Regions from separate parts of the Triticum aestivum genome. Here region 1 is linked to region 2. The links are chromatin contacts, called in public Hi-C maps. All regions are on one chromosome and are shown on one strand. The core of a region is the stretch at or near the end of the contact, and the rest is flanking DNA. Distances in the headings are between cores, read along the strand shown.

Region 1 (5,387 bases), core at 2,147-4,646, 49 kb after region 2:
TTGATCTACAACAACATAGACATGCAAAACACTATCAGGTACTAAGTTCATGATAAATTAAAGTTCAATTAACCATATTACTTAAGAACTCCCACTTAGATAGACATCCCTCTAATCATCTAAGTGATCACGTGATCCAAATCAACTAAACCATGTCCGATCACCACGTGAGATGGAGTAGTTTTCAATGGTGAACATACTATGTTGATCATATCTACTATATGCTTGACGCTCGACCTTTCGGTCTCAGTGTTCCGAGGCCATATTTGCATATGCTAGGATCGTCAAGTTTAACCCGAGTATTCTGCGTGAGCAAAACAGGCTTGCACCCGTTGTATGTGAACGTAGAGCTTATCACACCCGATCATCACGTGGTGTCTCGGCACGACGAACTTTCGCAACGGTGCATACTCAGGGAGAACAGTTGTTCCATGAAATTTAGTGAGAGATCATCTTAGAATGCTACCTCCGAACTAAGAAAAATAAGATGCATAAAGGATAAACATCACATGAAATCAATATAAGTGATATGATATGGCCATCATCATCTTGTGCCTTTGATCTCCATCTCCAAAGCACCGTCATGATTACCATCGTCACCGGCGCGACACCTTGATCTCCATTGTAGCATCGTTGTTGTCTCGCCAACTATTGCTTCTACGACTATCGCTACCGCTTAGTGATAAAGTAAAAACAATTACAGGGTGATTGCATTGCATACAATAAAGCGACAACCATATGGCTCCTGCCAGTTGCCGATAACTCTGTTACAAAACATGATCATCTCATACAATAAAATTTAGCATCATGTCTTGACCATATCACATCACAACATGCCCTGCAAAAACAAGTTAGACGTCCTCTACTTTGTTGTTGCAAGTTTTACGTGGCTGCTACGGGCTGAGCAAGAACTGTTCTTACCTACGCATCAAAACCACAACGATTTTTCGTCAAGTGTGTTGTTTTAACCTTCAACAAGGACCGGGCGTAGCCACACTTGATTCAAGTAAAGTTGGAGAAACTCACACCCGCCAGCCACCTATATGCAAAGCACGTCGGTAGAACCAGTCTCGCATAAGCGTACGCCTAATGTCGGTCTGGGCCCCTTCATCCAACAATACCGCCGAATCAAAGTATGACATGCTGGTAAGCAGTATGACTATTATCACCCACAACTCTTTGTGTTCTACTCGTGCATATAACATCTACGCATAGACCTGGCTCGGATGCCACTGTTGGGGAACGCAGTAATTTCAAAAAAAATCCTACGAACACGCAAGATCCATCTAGGTGATGCATAGCAACGAGAGGGGAGAGTGTTGTCCACGTACCCTCGTAGACCGAAAGCGGAAGCGTTACGACAACGCGGTTAATGTAGTCGTACATCTTCACGATCCGACCGATCCTAGTACAGAAAGTACGGCACCTCCACGATCTGCACACGTTCAGCTCGGTGATGTCCCACGAACTCTAGATCCAGCTAAGTGTCGAGGGAGAGCTTCGTCAGCACGACGGCGTGATGACGGTGATGATGAAGTTACCGATGCAGGGCTTCGCCTAAGCACTACAACGATATGACCGAGGTGGAAATCTGTGGAGGGGGGCACCGCACACGGCTAAACACTCAACTTGTGTGTCTATGGGGTGCCCCCTCCCCCGTATATAAAGGAGTGGAGGAGGGGAGGGCCGGCCCTCTCTATGGCGCGCCCTACGGGGAGTCCTACTCCCACCGGGAGTAGGATTGCCCCCTTTCCCTAGTTGGAGTAGGAGAGGAAGGAAGGAGGAGAGAGGGAGAAGGAAAGGGGGGCCGGCCCCCCTCCCAATTCGGATTGGGCTTGGGGGCGCGCCCCCGCCTTGGCCGCCTCCTCCTCTCTCCCACTAAGGCCCATAAAAGCCCATGTACTCCCCGGGGGGTTCCGTAACCCTCCCCCCCCCCCCCCCCCCCCCCGGTACTCCGGTAAATGCCCGAACTCACCCGGAACCCTTCCGATGTCCAAACATAGCATTCCAATATATCGATCTTTAGGTCTCGACCATTTCGAGACTCCTCGTCATGTCCGTGATCTCATCCGGGACTCCGAACAACCTTCGGTACATCAAAACACATAAACTCATAATACCGATCGTCACTGAACGTTAAGCGTGCGGACCCTACGGGTTCGAGAACTATGTAGACATGACCGAGACTCGTCTCCGGTCAATAACCAATAGCGGAACCTGGATGCTCATATTGATTCCTACATATCCTATGAAGATCTTTTATCGGTCAAACCGCATAACAACATACGTTGTTCCCTTTGTCATCGGTATGTTACTTGCCCGAGATTCGATCGTCGGTATCTCAATACCTAGTTCAATCTCGTTACCGGCAAGTCTCTTTACTCGTTCCGTAATGCATCATCCCGCAACTAACTCATTAGTCACATTGCTTGCAAGGCTTGTAGTGATGTGCATTACCGAGAGGGCCTATAGATACCTCTCCGACAATCGGAGTGACAAGTGAACAATGTTTTCTGCTGAAGGAAACATTGTTCGACCCTGGTGAACAATGTTTGGTCGGGAACTGCCAACCACCTCCAACGAGAGATTTCCAAAAGCTACCTCATTATGTCTTGAAGCCATTTAGTCAAACCAAAGCCGGTTCTGTTTCACACCTAAGCTGGTTCCAGAAGCTAGTTTGCCTTCACACCTATCAGGGGGATTGTCCCGATTATAAATAGGCTAGCTCTTCCCTTCGTTGGGGACTTTTGCCATTTCTATCAAAGACCAAAGACATAGACTCCTCCTGAGATTGGAGAGATCTTATTATCCTTATTCTCGTGATTCCTTGAGAAATTTCTCTTAATTCGTGCTCCACGACTAGATCGTGTTGTGTGGATTAGAGTACGTGGTTGTGTGGGGTAGTATTGCGGGTTGTGGATCGGCGAATATTCGGATTGCAAGTTTCGGTGAACATCCTTCTCGTCGGGTCATAATCTCTTATTTTTCATTTTTCGGCTGCTTGCAGCTAGTTATCCTCATCCATTTATCGATCCTATGCCGTGAAGATCGGACCTTTCCTTGTACTCCCTCTTCTTCGAAAATGGGGTCGTATTAGGTTTTGTGTTAATTTTCTCTTACGTTTTTTTTGTAAAACAAAAAAAAAATTGGGAGGAGGCCCGTAAAAACGCGTGATGGGGCAGTTGGTTCGCGCTGGGTGGTTCTTCCAACGAACGTCAGTTCATTCGGACCTTAAAAAGTCACCGTGTGCTCTACTCTATACATACTGCCCAGAAGACTTAATAATCCAATAAAAAGCCGTATAACGTCAATTCTCATCTTTCACGCATACAAGTATATATCCCACTTGCATCCCTGATTGTGACCATCTTAAGCCAAACAGACAATTATGCCCTAGATCATATTCACACCAACCGTGCACGCTGCAGGGCTTCAGTTGACTTGCTTTCTCTTACCCAACGTCTTTCACAGTACCAAATTTGAAGAAGGCTCCTTGATTTGACAGGCGTCGTATTCTTTTGAATTGTGCACCTCTCACAAGTCAGAATCCCTGTCCTTTTTGTTGATGTCTGCAACTCAGACTTTTGTACTTTGTGCCTCCCATGGTTCGCTCAGTATCTAGCCGCCAAACGGAAAGGTGGGGAACAGAAAGATTGAGACACACGAAAAACGAGTTCAGAGTCGGACAGTACATATGAAAATGTTTTACTTTCTCATTCCGGAATTAGTTGACGCTTAAGCAAATTTATTTGTCATTAAAATACGTCTAGATCCATTTGAGCGTCAGCTAATTTCGGACGAAGGAAGTAGTTTTTTCTATGTCATTGAGCGCCACTGAAGGTACCAGCTATGATAATACTCCCTCTGTATCAAATATAAGATTTTTTTTTAACACTATGAGAGTGTCAAAGAACGTCTTATATTTTGATACAAAGGGAGTTGCAAGTTACGGTTCATTTTCATAGACGACGATTTGTGAGGAAAAAACATTTTCGTGTACTGTATCAGTATTTTCGTCAATACACCTTACGCTATGGGGTTGGAGAGCAGTTCAGAAGTTCAAAAGTCAGAAGTCAAAGCAAGTGTGCCCAGATTCTAAGCATTTATTCACTTGACTTGTAGTGATATTAGGTTGGGTTGTTAATGTATTGTTTGTCGGAAGGTTGTCTTTGTCCAGATCTTCCAAACGTACCATATTTTAGTCATAGGCCATGAAAATACAGGCCGACATGTTCTCTTCAATCGTGAACATCGCCCTTTATTTTCTCTGGAAAGTCTGAACTCCGAAGAACTCAACCAACATTTGCACGCGGCACTGCACACTCCATGTTTTCGAACTGGCAGGATTCCTGCATTCATTAACACGAAAACGGTTACTCGGTTAATTAAAGAAAACCAAGCGAAGACCAGATTGTCCAGCTAATTATGAAGAACCGAGCAAAAACCACCACAACCGTTGATCGGCACACAAAGAATATCTCACACACAGACGTCATCGTCATCACTCCTTCCCTAAAGGCCTCATCGCCGTCCCTAAACCCTGAGCAAACAACTCCGACTTAGCCGTAAGCGATCGTCAACCCGACCCACGTTGTACCGGCCGCATGGAGATGCATGAAGATCTGCGCTAGACTCAGTCACCTACGACCAGACAACGCAACTCCGACTCCGACTCCGACGAAGAATCACAAATGAGAAACTAGGCACGGTTGGCGCCACAGAAGATCATCGAACGAATACGCCGAGGCCCCGCCACCACAGCTTCGACTTCACATCAACAAACCTGTCGAGACAATCCCGCGAACACGCCGGAGAAGAGCCGACTACCACAACTATAGCCATGTCTCCGATATTGCTCCTCTCAACATCGTTGTCATAGAAGCCTCGACGCCAACACTGCCGTCTTCCACTACTCCCACTCGCCAGTACCCAACTCCAAAAACAAAGCCCCCAGGGAGGAATATGACACAAAGGGCCACCATCATCTAATCAAACAAGATCAATGGTTTCCCCCGGAGCGACAGTGATCCGCGTAGGAGGAGTGCGGAAGCAATACAGGGATGCCTCCAAGAAGGTAGTCGATAGCCCGGCCGCCGCCATCGCTGGTCACGCCACAACTGAGACAGTGTTTTCACCCAAGCTCCCGACACCACCTCATCCACACACCATCTCACAACGGCGCCCACCTAGCACCACCACTGAGCCAGCTCATAGTTGAAGAAGCCTCTCGTTGGAGCAGCCAACCATACCTTGTGGAGGCCACTGACAGACACCAGCCATTAGATATGCCAACCGCCGACCAAAAACTGGATCACCGAACGCAACATGAACCACCAATCCCTGTCGAGCACCACGCTGACAGGGGCCAGAGAAATGCCCCTCGAGGC
Region 2 (6,051 bases), core at 2,431-4,930:
TCCTTGTATTCGGCATGGGCTGCCCGAAGTGGCCCATTACTAAATCATCAGGGGGTCCTCGGCCCGACCCAATGGTCGGTAGACGACGTGGTGAGTACCCCCTAGTCCAGGACACCGTCACTAACCAAATGAACTTTTGCAACGAAGGGGAACCCATTTCTTAAATAGTACGGCCGTCAGGGCACAAATTTGTATTCCTTAGAACCTGGCTTTGTGCATCGATTTGTATGAGAAGCGACCAAAAGATTCCAAATTCCACTTTCAACTATCTTCTTGGGCTGGCACAAGTTGCACCTTACTGATAGCATCCTAGATACAAAAATAGGATGAACTTTTCAATAGTGAGCTTATCCTTAATATCTCTCCAGCAACATCCATCAGTAAGGCCATCATCATCCAGCATGCACGTTGGTTTGGTGTTGTCCGGGGCTAATGCGACAATATCAGGGGCAATGTCAGCAAGCGAAGAGCCTTCAAGGCACACATCATACCAAAAGAAGGTGATGTTACCATTTCCTAGAACCAACCGAGCTGCAGAATTGAAGTGAGCACCTCGTTTGGATTTAGAGGAACTCCCAATCATTGCCAAGACTTATCAAGCTCGGTCCTAGCAATCCACGCACGACGGACTTTCGTAGCGGTACTCACACCTGCCAAGTTCACAACCCCGAGACCCCCAAACTCCTTAGGGGTGCAAACAACCTCCCACTTGACAAGGTAGTGCCCTCCAACAAATTCGTAAGATCCTTTTCAGAGGAAGGCATGTCGATTTTCTTAAACATCCAAGGAGGGGTGTCAAGAGAAATCAAATGGAAAATTGTAACGCATGTTAGAATGGATTGGACCAGCACAAGACGACCACTCTATGTTAGCATTGCCAACCGCCAAGAGGGAAGTCTCGATCTGATAATGTCCAACAATCTCCTTAAGCGGTAATGGCGCAAGCATGTCGTCGTGTCCTGGGTTCCTAATTTGCCGTCACACGCACAACACTTGCCATAGCCCCATCCTCTTCCCCTGCTACCTCGTTGGGTTGTCCAAAACTAAAAATCTATTCCCTAAAAAAAAAACTCTCAAAATCTGTATTATTCAGGCTATGTACTTATTCTTTGGCCAACGGGATAGATCATTACAGGGAACCTTAATTTGAAGAAATTTATTTGATTAGCTTTTTGGTTGAATCAATTTCCATGGACAATGTGGCCACGATTAGCAGTTGAGCCTCGAGACAAGTCACATCAGTGTGGTGTCCAGTAAGAGCTTCCATGGTAGAAACTCAGTTTCGGCACACACTCGAAAAGGAGATGATAATTGTCGATGTGGCATCAATCCTGGTGAGAAAGAGGAGAGGCGACAGATACCAGAACAAGCGAGTTCTTGTGAATGGGCAAAGACACATGCTCTTATTTTACATTGGTAAGGGCGATTACTCCCATTACAGACAAGAAATACACCAAATTTACTTGTAGGTACTTCGATTGCGGTAGAGATAGAAGGAGTTGATACAAAAAACCCTTCAATATGAAGTTTGAAATGATGAATTGAGGTAGAGTATGTTGATGATCCGGTAGTGGAAGAGGCGGCGTGCTGCGTCAGCCATGACGGTCGCGAGAAGGAATAAACTGTAGACGGAAAGGCTTGAGCTGGAAGACGCATGGAAACCGTTGGATTTCAATCCAACGGCTAGATGAGTGTCCGAATCTTGAAGTTCCCGAGCCGTCGATGGTCCCAGATTGTCATTTCTTTTCTCGCCCAGACGCCACCGTGTCGGATTAGCTTTCTTCACCGATCAGCGGGCGCCGTCGCGCCTACTTCCCGCACCCGTGCTGCCGTGTACCTTTCCCGTCGTGCCGATCTCAAGAAACCGATCTGGTTACTGGATCTCACCATCCTGGCTGGCTACCTCCGTAAGGAGTTGAAGCTGCTGGAGAGCTCGACGGAGCTAAAGGATCCCAGATTCTTGTAGGGACCCGGCGAGAGCCCATCACCGTCGGCGCCCAGCTGCTGCCGCGTCTCCGCTGCCGCACGGCGCCTCCTGTCCCACACCCTGTACGCCCCGAACGCAGCGGCGGCAGCCACCACCGCGACGCCGACCGCAAGCAGCGCCGCCTTGACACCGGTCGCCCTCCCGCCGCGCCCAGCCGCCTCTTCCACGCTCCTCACCTTGAAGTAGCCCAGCTTCTTCTCGTCGGCGGCCACCATCAGCTGCGCCGGGTAGTCGATGAGGTAGCAGTAGCCCGTCCCGTTGCTGTACACCGCGCCCCAGCAGCTGCAGTTGCGCGCGCACAGCGCCTCGCAGTCTCCCGCGGACGCCGCGTGCTCGAACCCCAGCAGCTCCTTGTTCGCCGGCTCCACGCCGTGTCCCCGCACCTCCGAGTACAGCCCGCCAACCTCGCCGCCCGTGGTGCCGCACAGGCCGCTCCCGACGGAGGGGGCGGCGCAGCCCGGGCCGTCGGTGGCGTTCGCCAGGCACGCGCACCGGCCGCTGGGCGGCACGCAGACGCTGTACGCGCCGCAGGTGGTGGGCAGCTCGCACGAGTCGGTGATGGTGGTGTAGTCGAGCACCCACCGGGACCCGTCCCAGTAGTAGGCGCGGAGGTTGCCGTCGGGCTCCAGAGTCATGCGGCGGAGAGCGCGGACGCCGTGGTTGAAGGTGTCGAAGGACATGACGTCGGCGGGGGCTCCCTCCTTCTGGTACACGCCGAGGTAGCCGTCGGGCTCCACACGCACGTATATCGGGCCGCCGCCGGCCACGATCTGGGCCTTGGCCTCCAGAGCCGTGTGCTTCGAGTACATGGCGGCGGCGACGCCGCCCGACGACAGCGGTGGCGGCTCGACGTAGAGCGCGAAGTAGTTGCTACCGAGCCGCATGGCGAATCGCTGGTCGATGGAGTGAAGCGCTGCCGATGAGGTGAGGTTCTGACCCTGGACAATGGTGTCCGAAGGGTAGTCGAAGCTCTGCCACACGGCAACGGGCGAGCCGCTGCTCTGAATCTGAAGGTTGGACGTGTTGAGGAGAACGGCGCGGTCGCCGGCCGCCGCGGCGGTGGACCAAAGCACTTGGTTGGTGGCGCCGTCCGTGAGCACCAGGCTGCCGTTGAAGGAGAGGGACGCGGCCGCAGACCACGGCGCGGGGCGGTCTGGCATGGCTCGCCAGAGGGGGAAAGCGGAAGGGAGGTGGAGGACGGCGAGGTCGAGCGTGGTGGAGTTGACTCGGAGGAAGCCGAGGGCGAAGACGCCGGTGGGGTCGGAGAGCACCGGCTGGAAGTGCGAGTAGGACGTGTCGTGGGCGGCCGAGAAGCCTTGCCGTAGCTCCTTCGCTGAGGCCGCCGCCACGCCCGCGCCGCCGGTCAAAGAAACCAGCAGCGCCGCAGCCGCCATGCACATCATCACAGTAAGCTCGCCTGCCATCGCCGCTCGTCCGGCTAGCTAGCTCGCTAGCTCCCTCCAGTGAAACTTCTGCTCAGAGACTCAGGATCTGAGTACGGTTCTTGAAAATGGAAGTAGACAGAGTGAAGAGCACAGAGCAGAGTTGTACGAGTATGGAAGAAGAAGAAGAAGAAGAAGAAGCCAATGAGAATTTGAGATTGGGTTTGGAGCAGGAGAAGACAAGCGCCGGGAATATTTATCTGCTAGTGCAATGTCCATGATCAGCAATGTCGTGGCTGCGAAAGTGAAGCCATAAAAGGGTGGGTGGGATAGGGAGGTTGGGTCAACGATCAGATGAGCACACTCTCGGTGGATAGTTGCCCGTGTCTTACCTTTAGATGCAATTTTGTATTGCCGACTTGCTGTTGGAAAGTGTGAGCTGGGTCAGGGTGGATCAACCCATGGGATGCGAGGCCGGCAGCAATATCTTCTCCAGATGCAAGTTGAAAGTGCACAACTGGCCCCCGTTGGTTTCTGAACAGATCTAGTATCACTTGTGATGCCGAATGCAGTAATCTGAGTCGCGAGCACAGAAGGTTGATGTAAGCCAGGCCGGTCTCCATTTTCTTTCACTCCAGGTACTACTCCCTCTGTAAACACTTTTCGTCTGTTTCATAATGCAGTGCATATAAATTTTCTGAAAAGTTAAACCTTACAAACCTTGACCAAGTTTGCAGAGAAAAGTGTTTATAACTACAATATCAAGTATATACAATATGAAAATACGTCTTGTGATATATCTAGTGACACGTATTGATATTCTATATGTAGTTTCTCTAGAAACTTGGTCAAAATTTGTAAACTTTGATTTTTCAGAAAAATTATACGTACTACATTGTGGAACGGAGGGAGTATTTCTTTAGAGGGAGTGCATTTTAAGATATTCAAACTTTACAACTTGGGGTTCTTCTGAACCTTCGATTTTAAGGGAAGAACCTATGACTCAATGACACATGGGTTCTAATTGCAGGGTAAATATGAAGGTCACACTATGATCCCTCAGTTTCAAAATAGTTGCCATGGTTTTAGTTCAAAATTTGAAATAAAATCACGACAATTATTTTGGAAAAGGAGTACATAGTAAATGGGAGGCAAGCGGGAGCTGGCATACTGTTAGAGTATCACAGTATCACAGGCATATCCGACTATTATGGAAATACAAGATGGAGTATGGTTTGATTTTAGCTTGTATTGTATTAAAAAAACCTAAATAAGAAAAACCTGATGTCATATTTTTCGTTGTCTTGCGTGAACGCCCTCATTGTCGGTGGATCGAGCGGACGAATCTTGGCGCACAACGACTTGCCACGACATCACTGGGAGACGTTCGTTCGAGACACTGGTCGTGCAAAAGGAGGCAACCCATCACTTCTTCTCTCCCTCACCTATCAAAGCAGTCGTCCATTTTACTCTCCCCATCACTTTCTCTCTTCTGCATTCATGGTGTTCCCCATTTAGATCGATCCCGACCAGATTCTCCGACGAGCTGCGACGACCAGCCCATGGGTCCCGACTGACGGTCCAAGTAGGAGTAGCAGAGGAGAAGGAAGGGAGAGAAGGAGAGAAGGAAAGGAGGGCGCCCCCCCCCCCTTGTCCAATTCGGACTAGAGGGGGAGGGGGCGCGCGGCTGCCCTGGCCGCCCCTCCTCTTCTCCCACTAGGGCCCATTAGGCCCAATATACTACCCGGGGGGGTTCCGGTAACCCCCCGGTACTCCGGTATATGTCCGAAACCTCCCGAAACACTTTCGGTGTCCGAACATAGTCGTCCAATATATCGATCTTTACGTCTCGACCATTTCGAGACTCCTCGTCATGTCCGTGATCATATCCGGGACTCCGAACTACCTTCGGTACATCAAAAACACAAAAACTCATAATACCGATCGTCACCGAACTTTAAGCGTGCGGACCCTAATGGTACATGGGAGTCGGAAGATAGCCCTAGAATGTGAGGAAGGTGATGCTGCTTATGCTGAATCTGTTTGTGCAGCAGAGGAGTTGAAGTTTTATAAGGACAACGTTGACCCGGCGGACATGACGTCTCTGAAGAAACCAACCACAGAGCACGACCCGGTGATGAAATTTAAGTCGGCTGATGACACCAAGCTTGTTGATTTTGTTCCAGGCGACTCATCCAAGCAATTCAGTATCAGTGCCAATCTGGATCCTAAATAGGAAAGCGCGCTCATCGAGTTCATCCGTGAGAACCGGGACATCTTTGCATGGAAACCTTCTGACATGCCTGGTGTACCGAGAGAACTCGCTGAGCACACTCTTAATATTGATCCAAAGTTTAAGCCGGTCAGGCAGTTTCTTCGGCGGTTTAACAAGGAGAGACGTAAAGCTATAGGTGAGGAGGTGGCCCGGCTCTTGGTGGCCGGGTTTATTGTTGAAGTTTTTCACCCGGAATGGTTGGCTAACCCAGTGCTTGTACTTAAAAAGAACGGCACCTGGTGGATGTGTGTGGATTACACGGACTTAAATAAGGCTTGTCCGGCTGATCCTTTTGCTCTTCCCCGTATTGATCAAATTATTGATGCTACGGCGGGTTGTGAGCGTTTGAGCTTTTTGGATGCTTACTCTGGTTATCATCAGATCAAAATGGCGGTTAAGGACCAGGA

Evidence for each region. Hi-C and Micro-C count contacts between places; a contact is called where the count stands out from the background.
Region 1: a Hi-C map of leaf shows a contact between it and region 2, with 4 times the contacts expected there. The contact joins the enhancer-like site here to the promoter of LOC123164813 in region 2. A contact is called at or near these places in 3 of 5 Hi-C or Micro-C datasets (leaf and root).

Annotation. Positions count from the first base shown.
Region 1 is chr7D:524,825,840-524,831,226 of IWGSC CS RefSeq v2.1, forward strand. No RefSeq gene overlaps it. Among protein-coding and RNA genes, the nearest start is that of LOC123164813, 48 kb to the left of the region's middle. Within about 2 kb of position 3,397, at least 1 of the 8 cell types and tissues checked has an H3K27ac peak or open chromatin away from gene starts, as enhancers often do. A contact at or near this core is called in leaf, where this site is marked.
Region 2 is chr7D:524,776,539-524,782,589 of IWGSC CS RefSeq v2.1, forward strand. LOC123164813 (PAN domain-containing protein At5g03700-like) reads right to left here and starts at 3,681. Exons shown (of 1, transcript XM_044582404.1): 1 at 1,375-3,681. The coding sequence starts at 3,411. The coding sequence ends at 1,900.